Linked DNA regions of Sus scrofa: region 2 is linked to region 1. Evidence: chromatin contacts called from public HiChIP or PLAC-seq data. All regions are on one chromosome and are shown on one strand. Each heading gives the region's core, a stretch centred on a gene start, on an enhancer-like site or on the middle of the called end of the contact. The rest is flanking DNA. Distances are from core to core; before and after follow the strand shown.

What was found. HiChIP or PLAC-seq counts read pairs in DNA pulled down with a chosen protein or histone mark.
Region 2: a contact with region 1 is called in an H3K27ac HiChIP or PLAC-seq map of alveolar macrophages. The contact joins two enhancer-like sites. A contact is called at or near these places in 3 of 47 Hi-C or Micro-C datasets (embryonic fibroblasts, fetal heart ventricle and liver) and 1 of 2 datasets of contacts at active chromatin or transcription factors (alveolar macrophages).

The regions. Positions count from the first base shown.
Region 1 is chr8:45,657,779-45,664,720 of Sscrofa11.1, forward strand. All of the region lies in intron 2 of PDGFC (platelet-derived growth factor C), which reads right to left. Among named protein-coding and RNA genes, the nearest start is that of PDGFC, 150 kb to the right of the region's middle. Within about 2 kb of position 2,388, at least 6 of the 83 cell types and tissues checked have an H3K27ac peak or open chromatin away from gene starts, as enhancers often do. A contact at or near this core is called in alveolar macrophages, where this site is marked.
Region 2 is chr8:45,777,051-45,783,462 of Sscrofa11.1, forward strand. The region is part of intron 1 of PDGFC (platelet-derived growth factor C); the gene reads right to left. Among named protein-coding and RNA genes, the nearest start is that of PDGFC, 29 kb to the right of the region's middle. Within about 2 kb of position 2,786, at least 33 of the 83 cell types and tissues checked have an H3K27ac peak or open chromatin away from gene starts, as enhancers often do. A contact at or near this core is called in alveolar macrophages, where this site is marked.

The DNA.
Region 1 (6,942 bases), core at 1,138-3,637:
TTAGCAGTAAAATGCATTTTAAAAGGCTCATCTGTTTAGATACACAAATTTACCTTTGAGTGATAACGTCTGTGAAAATGAGAAAATGAGTTTGTTTTAGAATACACCAAGGTGAAATAAAAATATTCTTTCTCATAGGAGACTAGAGAATTTAGGCACAGTTCCTGAATAGGAGTCTTTAAAAAAAAGAAAACAAACACTAGGTTTTTATTTTGAGTATTTATACTCATTAAAATTTATTTGATAATTGAATCATTTATGAAAAAAGATATTCTCAGAGTTTAAAAAAAATTTAGGCCAGCCAGCATAATTCATTACTGAAAATTTTAAAGTCAGTAAGAACAGATGCATGGCTAGTACTTTAAAAAAACACAAACAGATGAGCAGAGGGCTTTAATCTTGACTCATGAACTGCTATTTTAAGGAAATAACTGTTCAATAAAAAAAAATGACTCTAGATGTTAAGTTCCTCTTGGCAAAATAAAGTGCTGCACTAGACAGTCCAGAAGGCCTTTTTAAAAATCTTAGCCTCCCCCCCACCTTTTTTTTTCTGGTTTAACAGCCAAATCACATTTCCTTTGATGTACATAGTTATGTCTACTGTATAAGGCAGGGAACTCTACTTAACATTTTGTAATAGCCTATAAGGGAAAAGACTAAAAAAAAAATATATGTATGTATAACTGAATCATTTCTCTGTACATCTGAAACTAACATAACATTGTAAATGAACACTATACTTCATTATATATAAAAAAGGAGCTTAAACACAGAACCCTACTATATGTTCCAGAAAGTTTTATTCTTTTCCAAGGTCTATGGGGCACTGCTATCATCAGATGGTCATTTTCTATGGCAATAATATCCATGGAAACCAACTTCTGAATAACTTGTAAATAGCAGTGTATCATGAAGCCAGAGAAAAAACATAGAGTCATGGAGGTGCTGAGGGACTGAGCAAATGTGCCAACAAGGAGCCCTGTCCCATGCAGGGTCTGCTCTCTAAGCAGGCAGCCCAGGGACAGGAGCTCCAAGCTCCCCCATCCCTCAACCACAGCACTTTCACCAAACTGTTCCAAGTGCAGCCTGGTACCAGCGCAGACCTAGGGCTCCACAGACTGCAAGTCTGTTTGGAAGGACAAAGTGGTCTTTCTTACACCCTCAACAGTGCCAAGCAACACCTTAAGTCCTTTGGAGCACAAAAGTCCATTTCAGAACTCATTTGACAAAGGTTCTCTCTGACTCTTCTGATAAGAAAAAGATCCCTCATTCCTCACCAGATACAGCAGTCAGAGTGGTCCCCAGAAGCAATAATAGGATGGGTCTGGCACAAAGAAGATGCTTAATTAGGAGTTTCCGTGGTGGTGCAGTGATAATGAACCTGACTAGTATCCATGAGGATGCAGGTTCAATCCCTGGCCTCACTCAATGGGTTGGGGATCCAATGTTGCCATGAGCTGTGGTGTAGCTCACAGACACGGCTCAGATTCTGTGTTGCTCTGTGACTGTGGTGTAGGCTGGCAGCTGCAGCTCCTTAGACCCCTAGCCTGGGAATTTCCACATGCCTCGGGTATGGCCCTAAAAATATTTTTTTTTTAAAAAAAAAAGGGCAGGAAGATGCTTAATTAATGGAAGTTTTTATTATTGAGTGAAAAGTCTATTCATTTCCAAGACTTTCTAGTTTCTCATTCACCTGTTTTGTCTACATCATAAAATTGGAATTTTACTGCTATTTTGTTTGCTTTTTGTACCTTTTCTTCAGTGACCACTATAAAGAATACATGGATATATTTGTGTGTATACATGCTCCATATATATTTTAATATGTAAATATGTAAAAAATACACATAACTATACATATACACATAAACACACATATATGCATGTGTGTATTTAAGGAAATATTGAGATATAGGTAGAATAGGCAAAATTCTACTTATATCACTTTCATGTTTATATTATCTTCCAAGTACACATGTATTTAAGTATGTTCGTTATGATCTATACTATTAATCTCTTAGAATGCTAATAAAAACTTTTTTTAAAAAATGTATAAATTCCGGAAACCAAATTAGTTAACGTTGGTATAAATTTTTTTTTAAGTTGACTTGGCAGTTTTGAAACAATCCATCTTCGCTGTGGTTTTCTAAGATCATCACTTTTATTTCCAGCGTCAAAAGATTTACGGGCTATATGGGATTATATTTTCCTCAGAATCTGATTAAAGAATGAGGCAAAAGAAAAAGAAAAAAAAGAAAAAAGAAGATTGTCACTTCTCAAGAAACTAAACGAAACTCTTCATATTAAAGGAAACATTTCAGATTGTTAGGTGATTTGATCACTCTGGTAAGTCCTGCTAAGGAGATTACTTCATATTTTGCGGCCTGAAAAGGGAAATAAGAAAATGCTAGGCTAAACGCCCAATTGGCTCAACTCACCTTCCTGGGCAATATCCCTAGGCTGGGTTTTTTTGGCCATAGATTTGTTTTATTTTCCTCTTCTCACTTCTAAAATTTTCCTCTTGCTCTCTGCTTCTTTCCTCATCCTGTTAAAATTACCCCTTCAAGGGGCCTTAATATCCAGGATTCCTAGCATAGCCTTTAATAGGTTCCTGTGCCACCAGAAAATTCAGCCCTTTTTAAGAGTTTCAAAAGTATCACTCAGTTCATTTCCTCTTTTGCTCCAAATGTTTTTCCTTAGATTTCTCCCTCCTTGAAAAAAGAGGTAGAATAGCTTAAAAAAAAATTATCTCATGACTTCTATTCACATATTCAGAAATATTTACCAACCTACTTCCACTGAACTTCAAGTTTCCTCTCTGAAAATGCCAAAAATCCATGATGCCTTTCAATTCCTCATTTTATTAATCTTACATGCAAGAAAATCATATACAGTAGAAAGGTACCAAATCATATATAGTATGAGAAAACTCCCATTAATATTACTTTGGTAATTTCATAGAACCAAATAGAAATTAGACCTCATTAATTCAAAAACTTATCTGAAAAGCTGTGGTGATCATCCTTTTAACAATTTGTGTGCTCTGGTTTCAATTACAAAGCTATCGATATTTTTGACTTATTAGAGTTTAAAATATGAAAAAAAATACACATGTAAAATACCTTTATAACAGGGTATCAGTAGAGGATGTATAAACTTAGAATATAAGCTCTTAGCAGGCAAGGGCTGCATTACTTTTTAAAAATCTCCTTGTCCCCAGCCTTTATCTGGTATCAATCAACCATGTGATTGATACCAAGGCATGGACACTGACTCATTCATCCCATGTGGTCAACAGACAGTTGAGCTGAGGTTCTTCAAGGTCCACAGGAAAATGAAAGATAGGGCAAAGGGTATCCTCTTCCCACCCTCACCCTCTGCAGACTTCAATCCGAGGAGACATAAACAACTTTCCCATTTACTTGTGGGCCTTTGGGTGACTGAGTAACTATGGGCTACTCAGAGCTTTAGTCATCCATGAGCTTCAACCTGGGCGAGACAGCCCAGTTCACCAGATGGCAAGTAAGATCACATTTTTTCAGGACAGCAACTGCAGCAATAATACTCCTGTCATAGGTCAAGAACGCCCTTTATATTATCATCAAGTTATGACTAATGGGTTCCAAACACACACAGTGGGACGTTTCACCGGATCTTCTCAGGACCTGCCTCATGGTGACTTTTAAAACAGTGAGCATGGAATCCTTTATTTTATTTATTTTTTGCTTTTTAGGGCTGCACCTTTAGCATATGGAAACTCCTAGGCTAGGGGTCGAATCAGAGCTGTAGCCACTGGCCCACACCACAGCCACACCAGATCCGAGCCGTGTCTTCAACCTACACCACAGCTCATGGCAATGCTGGATCCTTAACCCACTGAGCAGGGGCAGGGATCGAACCGGCATCCTCATGGATACTACGCAGGTTCGCTTCCACTCTGCCAAAACAGGAACTCAGCGCATGGAATACTTTAAAATAATGGATCCCACATGCAACACTTTAAAGCTGACTGATAAAACCTCATACTATCAATGATATTAGCTCCACCACTTCCCTTGGCACATGTACTCTTCAGATTTCAGCTGAATGTCCTATTTTTAGAGATGCCTTCTGTGAGTAGCATCTTTTCCAGCATGGTTCACATCACACCTATTCCTATTTTCAGTTATATTTTTCGCATACCTGTCCCCTTACTATTTAATGCTTTCTGAAGGCCAGAGGTCCATCTAATAATCTTTTTAGTCCCAACATTTAGCATGGTGTTTGGGCCACATATAGCAAGAACTAAATGATTGTTGAGTGATGAATGGATGGATGGGTGAATTAGTTTACACATGTATATATGCTAACACACATATTTATATACAAATCTATGTAGACAGAAGAGTCATAATGATACATGTGGTCTTGAAATATTCCTATATAACAAATATTGATACTCGAGTAATTTTTTCTTCTTTCCCTAATTCTGGCTATTCCCATTAAAAACAAGCATAACTGACTTTGTCAAAAATAACTACAAGGGGCTTTTAGAAAATGAGAATACTTTGTTCAGAGTAATAAATTAGATGTTATTTTTAGAAATTCATACACTGTTAATCATCCTCCATTTTCTCACGGGCTAATCATTACCATGATTTGCTGTATACCCTTGGCACACTGGCTTAAGACCCATTATGAAACTTGCTGTGTTTGAATTTCATGGTGGAGGTATCTCCTTGTTTCTTTTTCAAATGCATCTCTAAGTAAGGAGTCACACCGACACAGCTCAACTTCAAGAGTAGTGCCTCCACGGAATCAGGACTGTAGGAAGCAGTGTGACTTACTTGGTCTCAAGGAAACCTCAAGCGGTATTGCTATTATCAATCATTCTCTTTGACTAAACATTTCACCTCTTTCAAGGAAGTAACCAGCAGGACTGTAGCTAAATTTTTCTGACTCTCCTCACCTGTTAGTTAAACAGGAGATTAATGTATTATGAAGTGGTCTATAACTAATCCTTCCTTATCACACGGAGCCCAGCCCATGAATTGTTAGTGCAAGTGTTTTTTTTTTCACTTCCAAATAATGCTGTCTGTGCTCTCTCTTCATGCTGAAATCCATTATTTCAGGCCCTCATTAACATAATCCAGATGATTCCAAGAGCCATCCCTAATCTGTACTTTTTCTCCTTCTTCTACACCCCATCTCTCTAACCCGGGGCCTATCTACCATAAAAACTGTGATCATCTATATGGGAAAAGAATCTGAAAAAAAAAGTGGATGTGTGTATATGTACAACCGAATCACTTTGTTGTACAGCATAAATTATCACAGCATTGTAGTAAATCAATTATATACTTCATTAAAATTTTAAAAAATAAAAATAAAAGTGGCTGCTTTCCTACAACACACACTGTCCTGCACATCACACACACCACATACAAACCCACCAAGAGTTATTCACCTGCTTCTTTGTCAAATCAGAACCCTGGACACACTCTTTTTCATTTAAATGTAACACATTTCATTCTGGTTTACAGGTTGGTAGTTTGAGAGTTTGCATCTCACAAGCCTCTCACTGAGAAGATGGTCCCTGTTCAATGTGCTATTCAGATCAGTTTTAATCATCTTAGCTAAAGGTCACCTTCTAGTGGTGGATTCAACAACTTTTCATGTCTGTTGGCCATCCTGCTTGTGACCTCAGGCTGTTCGTTTCTGTTCAGACTTCGCTACTCTGCAAAGCTATTCTATTATTCACAATTTATCATTTAACTTCCTATTAGCTTGTTTCTTTCCAGCACTGGTATTTCTGGCTGAGGGCAGGGATTACATGAATGCTTCTACTCTGCCACTCAGACTCCTTACATTTGGAAGGTGCTCACTAAGCAACTATTTACTCTCTGATCCCAGGAGGGTGAATCCCATCATCTTACTGCAGCCCAGTAAACCCAAGCATCAATGGACTTGAACTTTGTACTGATTGGGAAGATCTGATGACCATAAATTCCATTATTAGCAAACAGCTTGGGGATGCAATTATTGAGCTGTAAACCAGTGCCTACTTAATTATCAAAACCATCACCTTAGTGCAAAGGTATGGACAATCTCTACCACTTATCAGCTATATCTATCTGGACAGTTTTTACATCGTCTTTCAGCCTGTATCCTCTTTTGTAAAATCCCTAGTGTGAAGGATTTGTGGAAGATTAATCAAGTTGAGGGCTTTGCAAACAGTAGGTGCTCCATAAGTGGTAGTTATAGGGATCAAGTAGGATAATTACACAGGTAGTTGTAGAAGTCCCAGTAGGGGACCACAGATAGAGAGGGAAACCTAGAGAACTTTGGGGGACCACTGTAAGTTAATAATTGCTCAAGGAAGCTATCAGAACATCTTGGAAGAAGCAAGCTTGGTTAACTATAATACCACAAATAAAAGCATGAGATATGCCTCATGTTATTAAATGAAAGATGAAATGAGGCCTCCATTCAAGTTTAGCAAGATAATGACCCTTAGGACCAAGAACAGGAGTTTAAGGGAAAGATAATATTCCAAAGTAGGAGACCCTCATTATACAGAAACCTGAGATGATTCAACATATCTTAGCCTAGGTTGCCATCCTTCTGCTGATCTGAATAAGCACAGGACAGTCCTAGTTTGACCTCATAAGGTCACATACTATTACCTGGTATGAAGGAGGAGCTAGTGATGCAAGCCTGACACCTACTTGAAGCAAAAGGAAGAAGTGGTCTTTTCCCCACTCCCCACTTTCCTTGGATTATAAAAATGTAGCCCACCTAATCCTCAGGGCAGAGCCTCTTCGCCCGCCTGTGTGTATCTCTCACAAGTGTTCGATCTCAATAAATATACTTCTTGCCCATCACTTTGTCTCTCGCTGAATTCCTTCTATGCTGAGACACAAAGATCCTGAGCCTCAGTAAGACCAGACACCAGGTGAGTAA
Region 2 (6,412 bases), core at 1,536-4,035, 120 kb after region 1:
GGGTGGGGCATGCTGGTCCTCTAAATGGGATGAGGGTAAAGGTAGATCCATGGGTCCAGCTGGAAGGGTGGTTTGGGTGGTCTACCCACCCCCTTTATGATGCTGTTTGGAAGGATTATGTGCAGGACCCTGCTTTTGCACTCTAGAAGTGGCTGCTGCTTTGTGGCCTTTTGTATACTATAATTTGCCCCAATTGCACATGCTTGCAATTATTTTTAGACCTTATCATTTCCTTGTATCTGTTGCTGAAGGAGATGTTTGTCCAGGTGTAAGCACTGCAGATATTTCAGCAAAGAGTCCCAGACCCCAGCCTGTCTCAGAGGTTTCAGGATATTTTGTCCATCGCTACTATCACCTGTGTCTAGCATTGTGCTGCCTATGTAATCAATGTTCAGGAAATGTTTGTTTAAGGAATAAATGACTGAGGGCATCCTATCTGCATCCCAGTTCACCCCTAATGAAGAGTCTAGACCTCTCCTAATACTTCAAAATAGAAATGCATATATAATCTCAGTAGTGAAAACTTAAAACAGCAATACATTTTCTCCTGCACAAAAATCTAAATCAAAATCCAAAAGATTTGGGAGTTCCCACTGTGTCTCAGTGGTAATGAACCTGACTAGTATCCATGAGGATGTGGGTTCAATCCCTGGCCTTTCTCAGTGGGTTAAGAATCCAGCATTGCCATAAGCTGTGGTGAAGGTTGCAGACCTGGCTGACATTGCTGTGGTTGTGGTGTAGGCCAGCAACTACAGCTCTGATTTGACCCCTAGCCTAGGAACTTCCATATGCCATGGGTGTGGTCCTAAAAAGACAAAAATAAAGCACCAAAGATTTAAAAGAAAAAAAAGAAAGGAAGTGGCATAGCAGGTTAAGGATCCAGCACTGCTGCAGCTGTGGCTCAGGTTCAGGCTGTGGCCCAGGAAGTTCCATATGCTGTGTGTGTGGCCCAATAATAAAAATGTTTTAAAAAAGACAAGACAAAAAATGAAAAAAAAAAACTTAACTCCAATTTATAGAAGTTAAACAACCACTGTCTCATTTCCGAAGGTGGGGGGGAAAAAAAACCAATACACATTTATGAGTTTGTTGATTAAAGAAATCAATCCCTCTAGTTAAAGAGGGCCTTCTCCCTGAATGTTACAGTTTAGCTCAGGAGGTGGATGCAAGGACCTTATACAATGAAACTGCAGGACCGATTGACAGAGCAATTACTCATGTGGCCTGGATGCTGGCTAACAGCTCATAATCTTGCAGAAAACACCTTGGGAATTTTAATGACCATCCAGACTGAGAAGCAGTTTAGTTTCCATTCTAATGTGAAAAATATCTAATCTGGACCCCTCTCTATTCTGGCATCTACTCATGGGGATCATATGACTCCTGCATCATCCGGCTCATTATCCCTGGCTTCCACACAGGACCGTACCTTATCCCAATCAACTGCTGAGGATGAAGAAAACAGAACTCATATTCTCTCCTCTTCTTCTATTTGGTTTGGTACCGTTTATCATTCCCCCAACAGGATGCTGTAACCTTCAAAGTTTTTCTTGTAAACTACAGAGGCATGTATTATTTATGTAAGAAATGGATAAAATAGGTTATATGCTACCTATCAAAAAAGCCCATAGAATATGAAAAAAGGAGTAGAGTGAATCCGCAGAAAGTATTCTTAATGAGTATCATTCACACTGGACAGGGAAGATATAGAGAAATATCATTTTAAACATCGAGAAATTTAAGGTGAAATTATAATATGTCTCCTTATCTACCACAAAAAATATAGAATATGGACCCAGACTGAGGCAAAAATAATAGCTCTGGTTGCACAGCATATAAGAACTAACCTGAAACACAAAATGTAGAGATCAGAAAAAGAGACCAACTCATTTAAAAGAATGTTATACAACATTTCACCCCAGATGATGTCATTTATTTAGCAATGAAAATCATAAATATGTCAGAGTAAGCTTTTGATCCTCTTTGAAAAATGGGAGTTCCTGTTCCCTCAGTGGGTTAAGAACCAACATAGTGACAGTGGGGATGTGGGTCTGATCCCTGGCCTCACTTAGTGGGTTAAGTAGGTATTGCCAAAATCTATGCTATAGCTTTCAGATGCAGCTCGGATCCTGCATTGCCATGGCATGGCGTAGGCCGCAGCTACAACTGCAATTTGACTCCTAGCCTGGGAACCTTCCATATGCTGCCAGTGCTGCCATTAAAAAAAGAAGAAGAAAAAAAAAATGAAAGACAGAAATCTGAAAAATAGTCTTGGTATTGTTTCTTCATTTAATGAGCTTGCAAATTTTTTTTAAGCAACAAATCCTTTTTTCTTAGGCAACAATGAGCTTGAATTTGCCAAGGTCACTTAAAGGCAGAGCTCCTAACTTTTATCAGGATCCACCTCCTTGTCATCAGGACAACCTGAACTGAAGGGCAGGTCAGGATGTGGCCCTGGAGCCAGGGCGAGAGCTAGCCTTGCACTCTGCCCTGCTGCCAAGCCCTCTGTGACTCAGAAGATGACTTCATCCCCCAGACAAGAGGAGAAATCCCCTGACAACATCCTACCCAAGACACTCCCAGAGCCTTTCCTGGATTTTTAAAGATTCTGGTCACCCTGAACATGTCCAGAACAAAAGCATTAAAAAGACACCCTCAAGTCTACCTCAGAAGGTCAAAATAATTTTCAGAACTGCTTGAGTGAAGAAGGCCAAGGCCCAGGGCTCTGCCAGAGAAGGCTGGAAGGAGGGCTGTCATCACGGCTGAGATGGCCCCACCACATGGCAGGAATGAGTCACCGCAGAAGTCTCCAGCCACGGAAGGAAAGGAGGTCAGCAGGATGGACAAGGCATTGCCCACTGATGTCGTCCGATTCTTGCCACTAGAAAGTAAACAGGATGGAAGACCAAAGGGGGAAAATCGCAGCAGCACACACCAGCTCTGCCCAGAGGCCCTTCACTCAGGATCTGTGGATGCACAGCTGCTGCCCCAACCTTCCACCAAGGGCATCCCAACCCTCTACAGTTTACAGAGGGTTGCTGTGGCACTTGCTTCCCTATGCAAACCTCCACATCTACTTCCCTACTCAAAACTCCCTTTTAATTTAGATTTTCCTCTGAGATGGCTGAATCTCAGAGGTCAGTGCACTTGGAGGGGTTCCAGACTCAGCAGGCAGAAGTTTTTCATTCACACCATGGACTATAAGAATTAAACATCAAAATGAAGGCATGGCCATGAAGTATGAGGGCAACATGAAAAAAGGAGATTCAAGAAATGTATCATTTGTGCAGTTTGTTATTTGGTTTGTTAATTGGTTATATGATTACCAATTTCACTGCTTTTGTGACAGATATACTGCTGAGTGGGGATATCCCAAAATAAGTATCTTAACTGAGGCATAACTTGAACCACAGGCTTCAACCAAGTCATCACTGCTAGTCTTTTTTTTCCTCATTCCCCTAACTCGACCTTCAGTGTCATAAATACAAACGGTAGTGTTTCTTCCAAAACTAAAACAGTATTCCCTAGAGCAGAGTTTTCTATGTGCTTTATACCTGGAGTTTGAAATAATTTTTAGTCTCAAATTTCTAAAAAGACAGTCACAGAACAAATATCATATGATAGTACTTAAATGTGGAATCCGAAATATGACACAAATGAACTTATCTATGAAACAGAAACTGACTCACAGATACAGAGAACAGACTTGTGGTTGCCAAGAGGAGGGTGGGGGAAGGATGGACGGGGAGTTTGGGATTAGCAGATGCAAACTATATATAGGATGGATAAACAATGAGGTTCTACTGTAGAGTAGAGGGAACTATATTTAATATCCTGTGATTGACTATACCACAATGGAAAAGAATATGAAAAAGAATGTGTGTAAATACACACGTATATGTAAAGAATGTACATATACAGATATGTAAGTATAACTAAATCACTTTGCTGTACAGTAAAAATTATATTTTAATAAAAAAGAAAATCCACTTGCATAAGATGAAAATATCTGAACTAAATATCTTAAAATAAATTTTTAAATGGGGGGGAACCTAAAGTGTGAGAGTGTGCCCCTCAGGCAGGGCCATGCAGCCCTGATGGAAGCTGCCTGACCTGAGGCCAGGGGCAGGTCCACCTGAAGGTCTGAAGGTCCTGCTGTACATAGAAAAAGGCAAGTACCCTATGCTTCTCCATCCGCCAGTCTGGGTGAACAGGACTAGCAGGATTCTGAAGTCCACACAGACCTCAGATCAGGAGTACCCTAGGATCATGTAGCTGTAGGAAGGCAGGTCTTGTGCGGTTTTTTCATCCTGGTTTATATCACACACTCGTCTATAAACAAAACAAAGCCCATCGTGTGCAACCTTGTGGCATGTTCCAGATGTTTCTAACAAGTGTACAAAAAAATTTTTAAAATCCCACAATATCTTCTTGATCTTTAAGGCTTAAGAGCAGGATGTACAGCCTACATGTTAAGCTTAAAAAAAAGAAAAGAGAGAGAAAGAAAAAAAAACCCATATGGTGCCAAATGCTGGCAGCTCACTTCTCTCCTCCCAGACAAAACTCTTAGGTCTTGTGAAAACATTCCTTGTAAACTGCCAAAAACAACACAGATCATTGTGGTGGATGGCTCGCCCTTGCCGACTGCCACAGAGGCCCCCACTGCCCTTGACTGTAGCCACATCCAGCCTCCAGGATAAACCAAGGGCTCTCAACCCTGAAGGGCCACCTTGAGAAATGCCACCTCCTCGCTCCTAAAAGCAAGGCTTGCAGCTTACGTGTGTTCCTTTACAAAATGTTGTATTGTTTGTACTGGCTCCCCCCTCATTTAAATTTGGTTTCCAAAATTAGTACAGCATTGTTTCTCCTATGATAGTAATGTGAGCTTACTACAGAGATTTTTTTAAAATATTAAATGTATTGCAGAAGGGAAAAGACCAGCACCCTCACTGGTTTGCTAGAGCCCTTGTAGATAAAACACTAAGAACACCCGAGCATGTTTTCTTCTACTTTCTGGATCCACAGGCACACGTAAAAGTATTTATAATCCCAACTTGTCTTTTCACCTAACATGACATGTGAGCATTTTCCCGTGGGGAGACAGTATTTTGATCACCTCACTCTACCCCTTGAGTAACAGCAGCTTTGGATAATTCCCAGCACTTCTTCTGGGAGGTTGACTGCTCTGCTGGCCACTGCCCCACAGCCCAACCAGGGTCAAGTTCACTGAGTGCGTGTGTAGTGTGTGTAGCTGGAATCAGAGGAAGGTGAGAATGGGTGACAGTGTAGAAATGCAAGCCCAGATGCCCAGCTCCTGGGTGATCTCCTCAAAAGACTAGAAAAAACTTATTTTTGTGAAGAACCAAAAAAGAGACAAATGGGCACAGCCTCCTTGCCTGCCTGCTTACATCCCTCACAAGAGTCCTATCTTAATAGATCTATTTCTTGCCTCAAAAAAAAAAAAAAAAAGAGAGAGAGAGAGAGAGAGAGACAGAGAGAAATGTATTCTCCGGTTTCCTGATATTAAAGAGTCTTTGACAGGAGTTTTCATTGTGGCTCAGTGGCAACCAACCTGACTAGTATCCGTGAGAATTCGGGTTCCATCCCTGGCATCGCTCAGTGGGTTAAGGATCTGGCGTTGCCATGAGCTGTGGTGTAGGTCACAGACACCGCTCAGATCCCGCATTGCTGTGGCTGTGGTTTAGGCCAGCAGCTGCAGCTCCAATTCAACCCCTAGCCTGGGAACCTCCATATTCCACAAGTGCAGCCCAAAAAACGCAAAAAAAAAAAAAGTCTTTGACATATTTGTGATTGTGATGATTGCTCCTTTAAATACTCAAGCCATTGAAATATGTGTACGATCTGGAAAGTGAGGCATTTCATTTGAATCACAGAGAGACATTAAAAAGCATTCGTCACCTTCTGCCTAAGGCTGTGATCTACTTGCTGAAAATGCAAAGTAAAGAAAAAGTATCTAATGCGTACTTGTTTTTTCCTGCACAGCATTAATACCATTTGAGCTGGTCATTAAGGAGACATCATGGGTGCACGCGCACACACACACACACACACACACACACACACACACACACTTTCTCTCACTGTCTGTGCTGCAATGTTTCTTTATAACAAACCAGCCTCAGGAAATTATTAATGAGGGGTTAGAAGGTTACACAGCAGCTAAGCCCAGAAGAATGTCTGAGCAAAGAGAGAACTACCTATTCAGAGGGAGGAGGAGAGCTCACAGCCCAGGGAGGAGAAGGACGAGGGAACTGAAAGGAATTCCTTCCCAGCCAAGAAGCTTTCTATACTGCCCCAAGGCTAAATACAATGAGTCATAACACTTCACATTTCCTAGCTGTGCATTACTAGAAGGACCTCTGATTTTCTACAAAAATCACAGAGTGCGAAA